Regions from separate parts of the Mus musculus genome. Here region 1 is linked to region 2. A link is a contact called in public HiChIP or PLAC-seq data. All regions are on one chromosome and are shown on one strand. The core of a region is the stretch at or near the end of the contact, and the rest is flanking DNA. Distances in the headings are between cores, read along the strand shown.

Evidence for each region. HiChIP or PLAC-seq counts read pairs in DNA pulled down with a chosen protein or histone mark.
Region 1: an H3K4me3 HiChIP or PLAC-seq map of embryonic basal ganglia shows a contact between it and region 2, with 2.9 times the contacts expected there. The contact joins the promoter of Rps18-ps4 here to the enhancer-like site in region 2. A contact is called at or near these places in 4 of 39 promoter capture datasets (the 3T3-L1 cell line, cranial neural crest, hippocampal neurons and 1 more), 1 of 484 Hi-C or Micro-C datasets (bone marrow-derived macrophages), 3 of 115 datasets of contacts at active chromatin or transcription factors (VIP interneurons, embryonic basal ganglia and oligodendrocyte precursor cells) and 1 of 9 other capture datasets (embryonic stem cells).

Annotation. Positions count from the first base shown.
Region 1 is chr13:97,748,226-97,753,155 of GRCm38.p6, forward strand. It overlaps Rps18-ps4 (ribosomal protein S18, pseudogene 4), which reads left to right and starts at 2,887. Exons shown (of 3, transcript NR_152263.1): 1 at 2,887-2,927; 2 at 3,187-3,344.
Region 2 is chr13:97,407,588-97,413,054 of GRCm38.p6, forward strand. No RefSeq gene overlaps it. Among named protein-coding and RNA genes, the nearest start is that of Lncenc1, 25 kb to the right of the region's middle. Within about 2 kb of position 2,759, at least 18 of the 459 cell types and tissues checked have an H3K27ac peak or open chromatin away from gene starts, as enhancers often do. A contact at or near this core is called in VIP interneurons and embryonic basal ganglia, where this site is marked.

The DNA of each region.
Region 1 (4,930 bases), core at 1,637-4,136, 340 kb after region 2:
TAGGGAGCCAGGTGGGCAAGCAATATTAATATCCTTAAATTAAAAGCAAGCAAGCAAACAAACTAACCGTGACTCACGGGTTCACCTCTACTAATCTGTCCACAGGTAACCATGGCGACAAGCATAAAGCATTGATGAGATGCCAGTTGACTAAAACGTATATTATCACTTAACTGTCTGAAATTCTCTAACTGCAAAACACAGCGAAGTGATTAAAACCACTTATGGTATGTCCATGTAACTTTGCAGCCATTAAACATACTAAGGTATGTTTGGCAAAGTGACGAACATATTAGCAACATTAATATGTTTAGATCCGGCATATTTATAAATAGTTGGTCCCCACTGCTACTGGGGGATGGTGGGACCTGGAGGAGGTAGGGCCAAGTTGAAGCAAGTGATGGACGGTAGGTCGGTGAGATGGAGACCTTGGGCAGTTCTTCTCTCCTTTGCTCCCAGTTGTTCCAGGTGAGTAGCTGGGTTCTGTCACATGCTCCCTGCTATTGTGTCACAGCTCTGAACCATGAGCTGAGACAAGCCTTTGCTCCTTTTAAAATGGATATCTCAGGTATTTCTTCACAGCCACTGGGAGTTCACTAAAACAGCTAACAAGCTAAGCGGACGAGGCAGCGTGTATGTGCTATGTGGCCATAGCAGACGTGTCTAAACAGCAAAAGCTTTCAGACGAATTAACATTTCAATGGCCAATGTCTCCATAGACCAGAATTATAGGTGATTTTGCTTTTTGTTTTTAAAATTTACTGTGCTCGTTTGCACTTTTTGAGTTTTCAACGACGAGTGTATTTTGCTGCTTTATCCTGTGTTATAAATGCATCGTACAAAGGAAACACTTTTCATCTTTATGTCCAGCAATCTCTTTTGCAATGCATGTCCAAGTTGTTTTAGGAGAAGGGAAATCTTGGCCAGATGTTTTTTGATTTTTGTTTTGTTTTGTTTTGTTTTGTTCTTTCCCCGAGTCAGGGTTTCTCTGTGTAGCCCTGGCTGTCCTGGAACTCACTCTGTAGACCAGGCTGGCCTCGAACTCAGAAATTTGCCTGCCTCTGCCTCCCAAGTGCTGGGATTAAAGGCGTGCGCCACCATGTCTGGCTGGCCAGATGTTTTTAGACTCACTATGTCCTGATAAATTCAAGTCCACTCTGGGAATTAATGGACAGAGATGCCCAGGTTTCCTGGCCTGCAGAAAGATGTAGGCTAAGGTCCTTTCACTGATAATCTTGACTCTGAGATCTCCATCTCAGGGACTCTACTGTGTTCTAGAAAAAAAACAAAAACAAACAAATGTCTAGAGGCAGTGTTCCAGGAAAACACAGGCAGGAGAGTCAAGGCAGTTTAATAAGTATGGCAGAAAGAATTATAATTGGAGTGTGATTATCAAATAAGGAGACTGATTCTACAGTAGACCTAGAAAAACAGAACAAACAAGCTGAAAACCCCAACAAAACAGATCAGCCTCTCCACCCAATACAATATGGAAATAGCCTGCTGGGGTTGGCATGGTGTTCTATAGATGTAGTCCCAGCAATTAGAAAGCACAGACAGGAGAACGACTGTAAGTTCAAAGAACTGGCATGCTGGTCTACACAGTGAGCTCCAATCCAACCAGGGCTATATAGTAAACCCCTGTCTCCAAAAGGGGAATGGCTGGGATGATAGCTTAGACGGGAAAGTGCTTGGCACAAGAATGTGGGCCAGAGTTCAGTTCTCCAGAACCCATATACAACACACAAAAGCCAGGCAGGTGACAAAAATTGAAACCTCAAAACTGGTAAATTGAGGACATGGACCCATGGGGGCTCACTGGACAGCTATCTTATCCTGCTTGTTGAGTTCTAGGCCAGTGAGTAAACCTGCCTCAAGAAAATAAGGTGGGTAGTTCCTGAGTCACAATAGGCAAGGCTCATACACGCATGTGCACATCCATGCAAGCACACACGGAAGGACTCATGCACATGTACACACATGCAAGCACACACACAAGGCTCACGTGCGTGTACACACACACACACACACACACACATGCACAAGAGGAAAAAATAGCCTTCCAAACTTCTTCAGGGTTCAACCCGGAGGAAGAACACTTCCCTCCACTCTTGCTGAGTTTCCTTAGGGGTTTCCTTACAGAGAGTGCCCGTTGCCTTCTTACCTACTTCTCACAATGGCACAGACAATAGCAATCAACCCATCGATCAGTCGATCAGAGCTTGCACTTGAGCTTGGATATCCGCCACTCTTAGTCAGACAGAAATTTCCCAAGCAACACTATAAAGGACTATGACTTAATCTGTCAGGCTGGCTCTGCACTGTGGCACCAAATAAACCACCTTTGCAATGAGATAGTTTAGAACTCAAAGGGCTGGGAACACAAAGTCACATCATACGTTTATTCTAATTTCTTTCGAAGAAAATGATATATATCATCGTATTATTTTACATTACTAAATTATATAAAGTACTCTTAATGGCTGCTATAGTTTGTTGTATGTGCCTATGTTTCTCTTGGCAGCACTTGCTCGAACCTATTCCATTAACAGAGCTACACGAATTTGATTTTAGAAAAAAAAAATAATCCATCCTTGGAAGGAAAGTGTCATCACTTTCATGGAAACAATATCCCTCAGCAAACAATGCCCTTTATTTTGGCAACCTGTCCTTCCTGCCATCTGCCTTGCAAAGCACTTGCCAGGGTTGCAATAATAATTGAGTTAGAGAGGGAATTAGATGTAATGAAGGGGAAGAAAATTGATTGCTTAATTTTTATTAACAGAATGCAAGAGAATCGTGAAGCCCTGCTGTGAACCAAAATGAGACAAAGAGGGGGAAACACAGAGAGGACTCCAGGTGGCAGAAGTGTGTCTGCACACACATGTGCAGTCCTCCACAGAGGCTGAGGAGAGGCCAGCGGATAGGTGAGTCGGGGACTCTGGAAGGAAGGGCTAAAAGGCAAAGACAGCCAGAACTGAGCATATGAGCCTATAGAGAAAGGGCACAGCCGGCCAGAGCTTGTGTGTCTCTGCTGGGAAGGGAGGCTGAGCATTTCCTACATTCTGCCTGGCAGGGATCCCATCCTTGCTAGGTTGAGCCAGGATGCATGTGGGCATACAAACATGAGTTTCTTCTGGGCCTCCACCCTCCAGCCACGGCTAGTAACCTTTATGGGCCTTGTAGATCCATAAAGAAGAATGCAGAGGTGAAGGATACTCAACAGAATGCTGTCCTGATGTGCATGAAGCCCTGGGTTCCGTTCTCAGCACCAAATATACTGGGCCTGCTGGTATAAGCTGGTGATCTCAGCACACAGGAAGTGAAGGCAGGAGAGTCAGAAGGTCAGAGTTAAGCTTTGGAGGTTGCTCAGTGGGTAAGAGAGTTTGCTGAAGAGGTATGTAGACCCAAGTTCAAATCCCCAGCTTCCACATAAAAAGCTGGGCATGGCCATGAGTAACCCAGGGTGTTATTGACAGAGGCAGGAAGATCACCTGAGGGTAATAAAGCAGAGAGGAAAATAACAGGATGCCTGAGGTCCTTTTCTGGTGAGTGTGCATGCCCCCTACGTTCAGATGTACGTATTCTGAACACAAACAACACAAAAAAGTTATTTAAAACTGATTTAAGGAAAAAAATCAAACAAACGGGCTAAAGGGATGGCTCAGTGGTTAAGAGCACTGACTGCTCTTCAAGAGGTCCTGAGTTCAATTCCCAGCCACCACATGATGGTTCACAACCATATATATATAAAATAGATAGAAATCTTAAAACAACAATAACAAAGACGAAGCTCAAAGTCCATCTTGGCTGCATAGTGAGTTCCAGACAGATTGAGCTACATCTGATCATATCTCAAAAACAAAACAAAAATTTTCTGGGGTCAATCAGACTATGTCTTCTGCTTATCATTAAGGAATGCCCATGCTAACTCTACTATCATACAATGTTTCCTTCTTAGAGTAACCAGTAACTCCCATAATCTTCTTGCCAGTCCCGAGAATCAGCACAAATCCATCCCTGTCACATGACGGCTGTGGGAACTCTGGGATCAATTGGAAGCCGATCTTTGTAACGTGAAGTGCAAGGAACAAACGGCTCAGAAAGAGAAAGCCCCCCGGAAGTCCAATCGTCATCAGAGAGGGTTCCACTAACAGCTGATGGGGACAGATGCAGAGACCCACAACCAAACATAAGGCTGATAGAGGCCCCAAATTGAAGATCTTCACCATGCCCCTTCTCTTGGAGCTTAGGGAACCCTGCAGAAGAGGGGAGAAAAGGATTGCAGAAGCCAGAGAGTTGAGGGCACCAGGACAACATGGCCCACAGAATCAACTAAGCAGGGTTCCTAGGTGCTCACAGCGACTACTGTGGTAATCACGGAGCCTGCGCGGGTCTGTGCTGGGTCCTCAGCATATATATTAGTGGTTTTTAGCTAGGTGTTTTTGTGGGATTCCTAGCAGTGGAAGTAGGGTTGTCTCCAAGTCTTTCACTTGCTCCTGTGACCCTTTTTCTTCCTAGGCCTTGCCCCCCGCCCCCCCCCCGCCCACCCCCCCACCCTCCCACCCCCGCCCTGATAGGAGGCTTTGTGCCTAGTGTACTGTATCTTGTTACATGGTATTCAGTGGGTATCCCTGGAAGGCCTGCTCTTTTGTGAAGGGAAATGGAGGAGGAGTGGATGGGGGGCAGGGCATGGGGAGCAGAGTTGAGGGGAGGCTGGGAGGAATGGAAGGAGAGAAAACTGTGGTTGGGATACATTGGAAACAAAAAAGTAAATTGGAAAGAGAGACATTCTCATGACAGTGCCATAGCTTCATTGTAGGACAGTTCCCTGTCTTCTTACTTCTTGATTCTGGGGATCAAGTTCGTGGTTACTCAACTATACATAATGTGAAATGCGTATTGTTACAATTATGACAGGCTCCTTAAA
Region 2 (5,467 bases), core at 1,509-4,008:
CATTTGTTGCTCCTGCTTCTTGCTCTTTCTCAGTGTCTGCTAGAGGCAGACAGCAGGACATCAGCTAAGGACTGGTGAAAACTAGGTAGCAAGCAAAGCAATTTGCAATGCTAAAAGACTCAGCGTCCCACAGGTTAGAAGGAGCTGCTAGCAACATAGTAGCTGTGTGAAAGGGAGTTTTAACTGTGCCATCAACAACTGGCTTTATTGGCTCATTTAGAAAAGAAAATAAAGGGAAAGAAAATCCAAGAGCAAAATGCTATTTGAAATTCCCTTTTGTGGGCCAATCAGGGTAAAGGTGCATTGTGGGCCAGTGAGGGTAAAGATGCTGGCTGTGTTTGCTGCCAAACCTAGCAACCAGAGTTCGATTTTTGTCCCTTATGGTGGAAGTAGAGAATGGATTATTGCAAGTTGTCCTCTGACCTCCACGTCTGCACCATGGCACTTGTGTGCCCCCCCCCAAAGTAAACAATATTAAAAAAATTGATAAAACTCTGAAACACTTTCTACATTCTATGTTGTAGTTACTTCTTTTAACTACTGTTATTACTATCATTAACATTTTCAGCCTGAAGTATAACTTTTTGCAAATTATGTCTCCATGTTTTATTGTGATAAAATACATAGAACATACATTTGACCCATTTGTAGCTACGTACTTTAGATTTAGTGATGGTGAGTTTCTAGTCTTGCAGGTTTTAGGCACTAGGGTTTTTCTTAAGATTTCTGCCAGATTCCCAGGACTGCTGAAGGACAAAGAGTCGATTCGATGCTTGGTATTGTATGAATGAATCCAAACCTTATCGTATCTAAAGCTTTTAGATTAATTGAATTTCGAGTTTTTAAAAGGACGTTGGTGGTGATGGTGCAACCAACCATGAGACACAGCTGTATTCTCACAGGTTATTAAGGGCACTTTGCTGGTGTGATGATAATTCAGATCGAAACACTGAGAATTACACAGGAACTGCTTCTCTGCCAGGGCGCTCAAGCCTTGGCTGCGTGCCACTTCTAGCTTATCTGAAATGTCACACCATCACTGCGACAGGAATCACTTTGCTCTTGTATATCCACTTTGGGGTTGGCCACAGGATTCTAAGAACGTCACTCACTTATTCTGTACCATCCTTCCTCCCAGACAGTAGAAGCATTTTTTTCTTCACATTTCAAAGAATTAAAAGACATAATGAGCTCTGTGCTGACAGCATTTAGGTCTGAAATGTCCTCAAAGGTCCATGCTTTGTCTGAGGGCAGCATGGGACTACTGGGAGGTGATAGAACCTTAGGAGGCGGAGCCTAGCAGGAGCGCTTCAGGTCATTGGTCCTCAGAGGCCTTGGTAGAGCTCCTGCCTCGTCCTCTCTCCTTCTGGACGTTGAAGCTCTTTTGTTCCACTCTCCCACATGCTGCCTCATTACCAAGGCTTAAAAGCCATATCTCCAAGTGGCTCTCGGGCTGAAACCTCAGAAACTGAGAGCCAAAAGAGGCCTCTTCTCTTCGGAAGCTGATCACCAAGGCGTTGGTCACGATGGGGGAACAGCTGATGAGCACATCTGTGGACAGCACAAGACAATTACAGTGGCGTCCGTGATTTCGTGGCGTGTACACGCCTGGCTTTGTTCTTACCCAGTATCTCAGTACCAGGAGTCTCAAACATCATGTGAATGGGTGCATACTCGCCCGGAGTGGGGTCTATATTGTTGCTTTAATTAGCTACTTTCTCCCTTTATGCAACTCCTCACAGGAGCATGGGCAGTAAAGCAAATGGAGCTCACATTTCTCCTCGCTCACTTGGCAGGAATTTCGTCTTGCCCCATGTGGACGGCATTTGCACAGCTGCTATACCCACCGAGCGATAAAAAACAACGCCAGCTCAAGGCTTGGCTAGACCTGTACTTTGTTTCAGCAAAATACCTTAGGAAGTAAGGGGTTAAGCCCTCCTTCTACTTCTATTGCCTCCTCCTTCTCTTGACTCCTCCCTCCTCTGCCTCAAGTAGAGCACTCCACCTAGTCAAGACTGTCTTTGATAATCGGCAATGCACTTTTTGATCATCCCAATCACAGATGCAACTGTTCTCGTGACTGGAGAGGCACTTAAATCAGAGCTGGGAGCCTCTGCCCTTACATCTGTCATGCTACTGCCAGTACAAGGAATTTTGCTATTCACATTAAAAAAAAAAATCAGTTTGTACTTTATAATACTCTGCACTTAAAGAACATGATTACTGCTAATTATCATTTAGAAAATTGTTTTTTTTTGCTTGATTAGAGATTTTTAGCAGTGTGTACTGAAATCTAGTGGGCCTTCATTATGTGTGTTACTTTGCAGTGGATACTGGCTTAAATATTAATATATGGAAATTCAGCTTCATCTGCTGTACCTTTTGATGTCAGCGGCATAATCAGTATAATTGGCTTAGATTGTTTTTCTCCTATTTGTATTTCATACCAGCTAATGTCATTAGTGGGCTAACTACTGAGTGGGGGATCTGCATTGTAGAGCTGCTTCCTGGGCGCATTATTACCATTGGTTTTGATTATTTTAACTCCCAGACACCCCAGGCAGGTCCTCAAGCTGTGCCATATTGTTTAAAGACCTGATCCTCCTGGCCCCCATTCAGAGAACAAGACTTTTCTGCGTCTGAAAGCCCATCAATGCTCTGATAAATGCTGATGCTTCTGGTTGGTCTGGGGCCAGCTTGCTTTTTATAGCATAAGGCAGAGGCTGCGTAGCCCAGGGCCTGTGTGCCCTGGCTCTGAATGGCTCTATGTAGCATGGCAGCCACTAGTGTCCACGAGGAAGCTGGAGCTTGGTCTGGATGTCCCCCGGAGGTCTGGCTGTGTAATTGGCTGGCATCTCAGAGCCTGGCATTAGGGTTTTGCCTCTTTAACCAGTCCCATGTAGCCTTTTTGCTGGTACAGCCATCATATCTCCCTCTACCCTTGAGGCTTGCAAATTTATCTTTTGTACTTTAAAAAAAAAATGATGGCTGGACCTACTTAGGGATTGGAATCTCACTTCCTTTTGGGTTTTGATTATATTCCAAAACCAACTGTAAAAGGAACCCCACATTAAAGTCTAAGTTTGGCTACAGTCGGCCACAGATTCTGCTAACCCTCCGGCTGGGGCACACATGCTTAGTTTTTGTTGGTGGTGGTTATGAAGTCATTTGTACTTGTATAGAGCTTGACTGTTAAGGCTGCAGGGGAACTTACCGAGCTTGTGTGCTGCATCTGCTTGTTTATAGATGAGAAAACAGAGGCTAGGAGTGGTGAATTCCAGCCGGGGTCACAAAGCTACTGAGAGGTAAAAAGATTCCCTTTGCCCAAGCAGGGTCCTTTACTTCTTAAGTGGTACCTTGTTTCCAGATGACATGCTATTGCAACATATTGCGCACACCAGCTAATCCCTCTGTGTGTGATTGACAGCTGTTATGTGCACACGTTGTCCAATGTGACTTGGGGGCCAAGAGTTTTTATAAGGGAAATGAGGGTACGAAAGAGGATATAATGAAAAGCATGTGTATGTGTCCACACACAATCCGCCTGTTAAGGGTGTTAGCAGGGTGATTGCTGCCTGAACGTGACTCACATAAGTCATTGGATTAGAGGGCTAGGTTGGACTAATTTAGAGACACAGAAGGAGTAGGGACCAGAAAGGTATAATAATAAATTTCTTATGAGGGATTAGCTGGTGGAGGCTTCGAGGCTCTGCTGTCTGGAGGTTGGAGAGCTGAAGGAGCGGCTGTTGTAGGTCTAGAACAAGCCTGGAGCGGCTGTTGTAGGTCTAGAACAAGCCTGAATGCTTGAGGACCAGGGAGCTGCTGGTGCCACTGCTGGTTTAAGTCCAAAGACCTAAAAATAAGAGTTCTGGTGTCGGGGGCAGAGAAGGTAGATGTCACAATGGAGGCAAATTTGCCTCCACAAATTAGATGACACTCCTTGACATTAGTGACAGCAGCTGTCTTTCCACCATGTACAGATTTAACTGCTAATGTCAGCCAGAAACAGGATCACATCACACTCGGAAATAGTGTGCTATCAGCAATGGCCATGGAACGTAACCTGGCCAAAGTCTTAGTGCTCCTTCTCCTGAGATGGCAGCTCTCGGCTTCTGTAGTTCTGGGGAAATGCTACTTTCTAGAGCTTATGGAAGCTGTCCTTGAGAGCATCCCTAGCCTATTTTCATAAATTTTTTTGCTGTCCAGTTGGAATCCATGACTTTGAAATGCTCCCTTCTTCCTTGAGAAAATGGAAGAGAGGAGAGGAACTGGGTAGCAATTTTTCTGTTCAAAAATTTCTCTTATGTTTTAGAACCTACCGGGATGTAATCCTAATGAATGCAGTCATTAGGTGATTTTTAATTATTAAAGGCACTTTGGAATTTTTAAATAAGAAGCCTCTAGGGTGAATATTTTAGACTATGTGACAGTAGTGTTAATAACCAGCAGTTCTTCTAACAGTTGGTTTAAGTTAATTTGGCTTCATCAAAGGAAACAAATAAAATTAATCCAGACAATATTTTACCACATATGTCTAGAAACAAGACTCTTAATCTTAAATAATCATTTCCTGATGTTTCCTCTCTGAGCCAACCCTCTCCTTATTTGAATTTGTCAGTTTATGATACAGAGAAGTGAGCTAGCGATTTTCTACTCGCAGTCATGTGAGGCCTGGTCTTCAGATTTGCCTTGGCCTGTGGTCATGGCACGACACCTTCCTGTCCAAGTCTCTTGAAAATGTCAGGCAAATGGGTCGTCTGGCAATGAGTCAACACTGGACATAGCCAGACATTTGGAGACTGGGTTTTCTGTCTCAGTTGCTAGGGAATTTTCCAATTGAGTAGCCTTGGACACATCACAGGCTACTTTAGTAAGATGGAAAGGACCAGAGAAGGACTGGGCCAGTGGCTCTAGACTTCTGGGTTTCACAAAACAATGGGATTTCTAGAATGATTTTGGAGACCAACATAGGATTATCAAGGTTGTTTTCCATGTAGTATTGTAAAAAAGTCCCAAATGTCAGCCCCCTGGGAGCATACTGAGCAGTGTGTGTGTGTGTGCTTAATCTTAAAATTCCATGAAGAAACACAATATGGTGACTACTGAGTCAAAATACCTCTTAAAGGTCCTTCTAGATGGATAACTGACTTAGTTTCAGGTTGGACTCTACCTTGACCCAAAGGCGTTTTTCTTCTTGGTTTGTTTTTTTGTCTTATGACTCTTGCCCTGTCGACTCCTTTTCTTCTCTCCCTCTCCTGCCTCCTCCCCTCTCTACCTTTAGTTTCCTCTCGCACTTGTCAGTTTCCAGAAAGTCTCAGAACAGCAGAAAGGCAACCGCTAGGCCCCCCCAAATGATTTGTGCTCACTGCTGGATTGGTGCTCCCGACATATTAGTGAGTGCTCGTTTATGCAAAATCTTTAACCATATGTTAAATAACATAATGGTATCTGTTTGGGGCCATCGAGG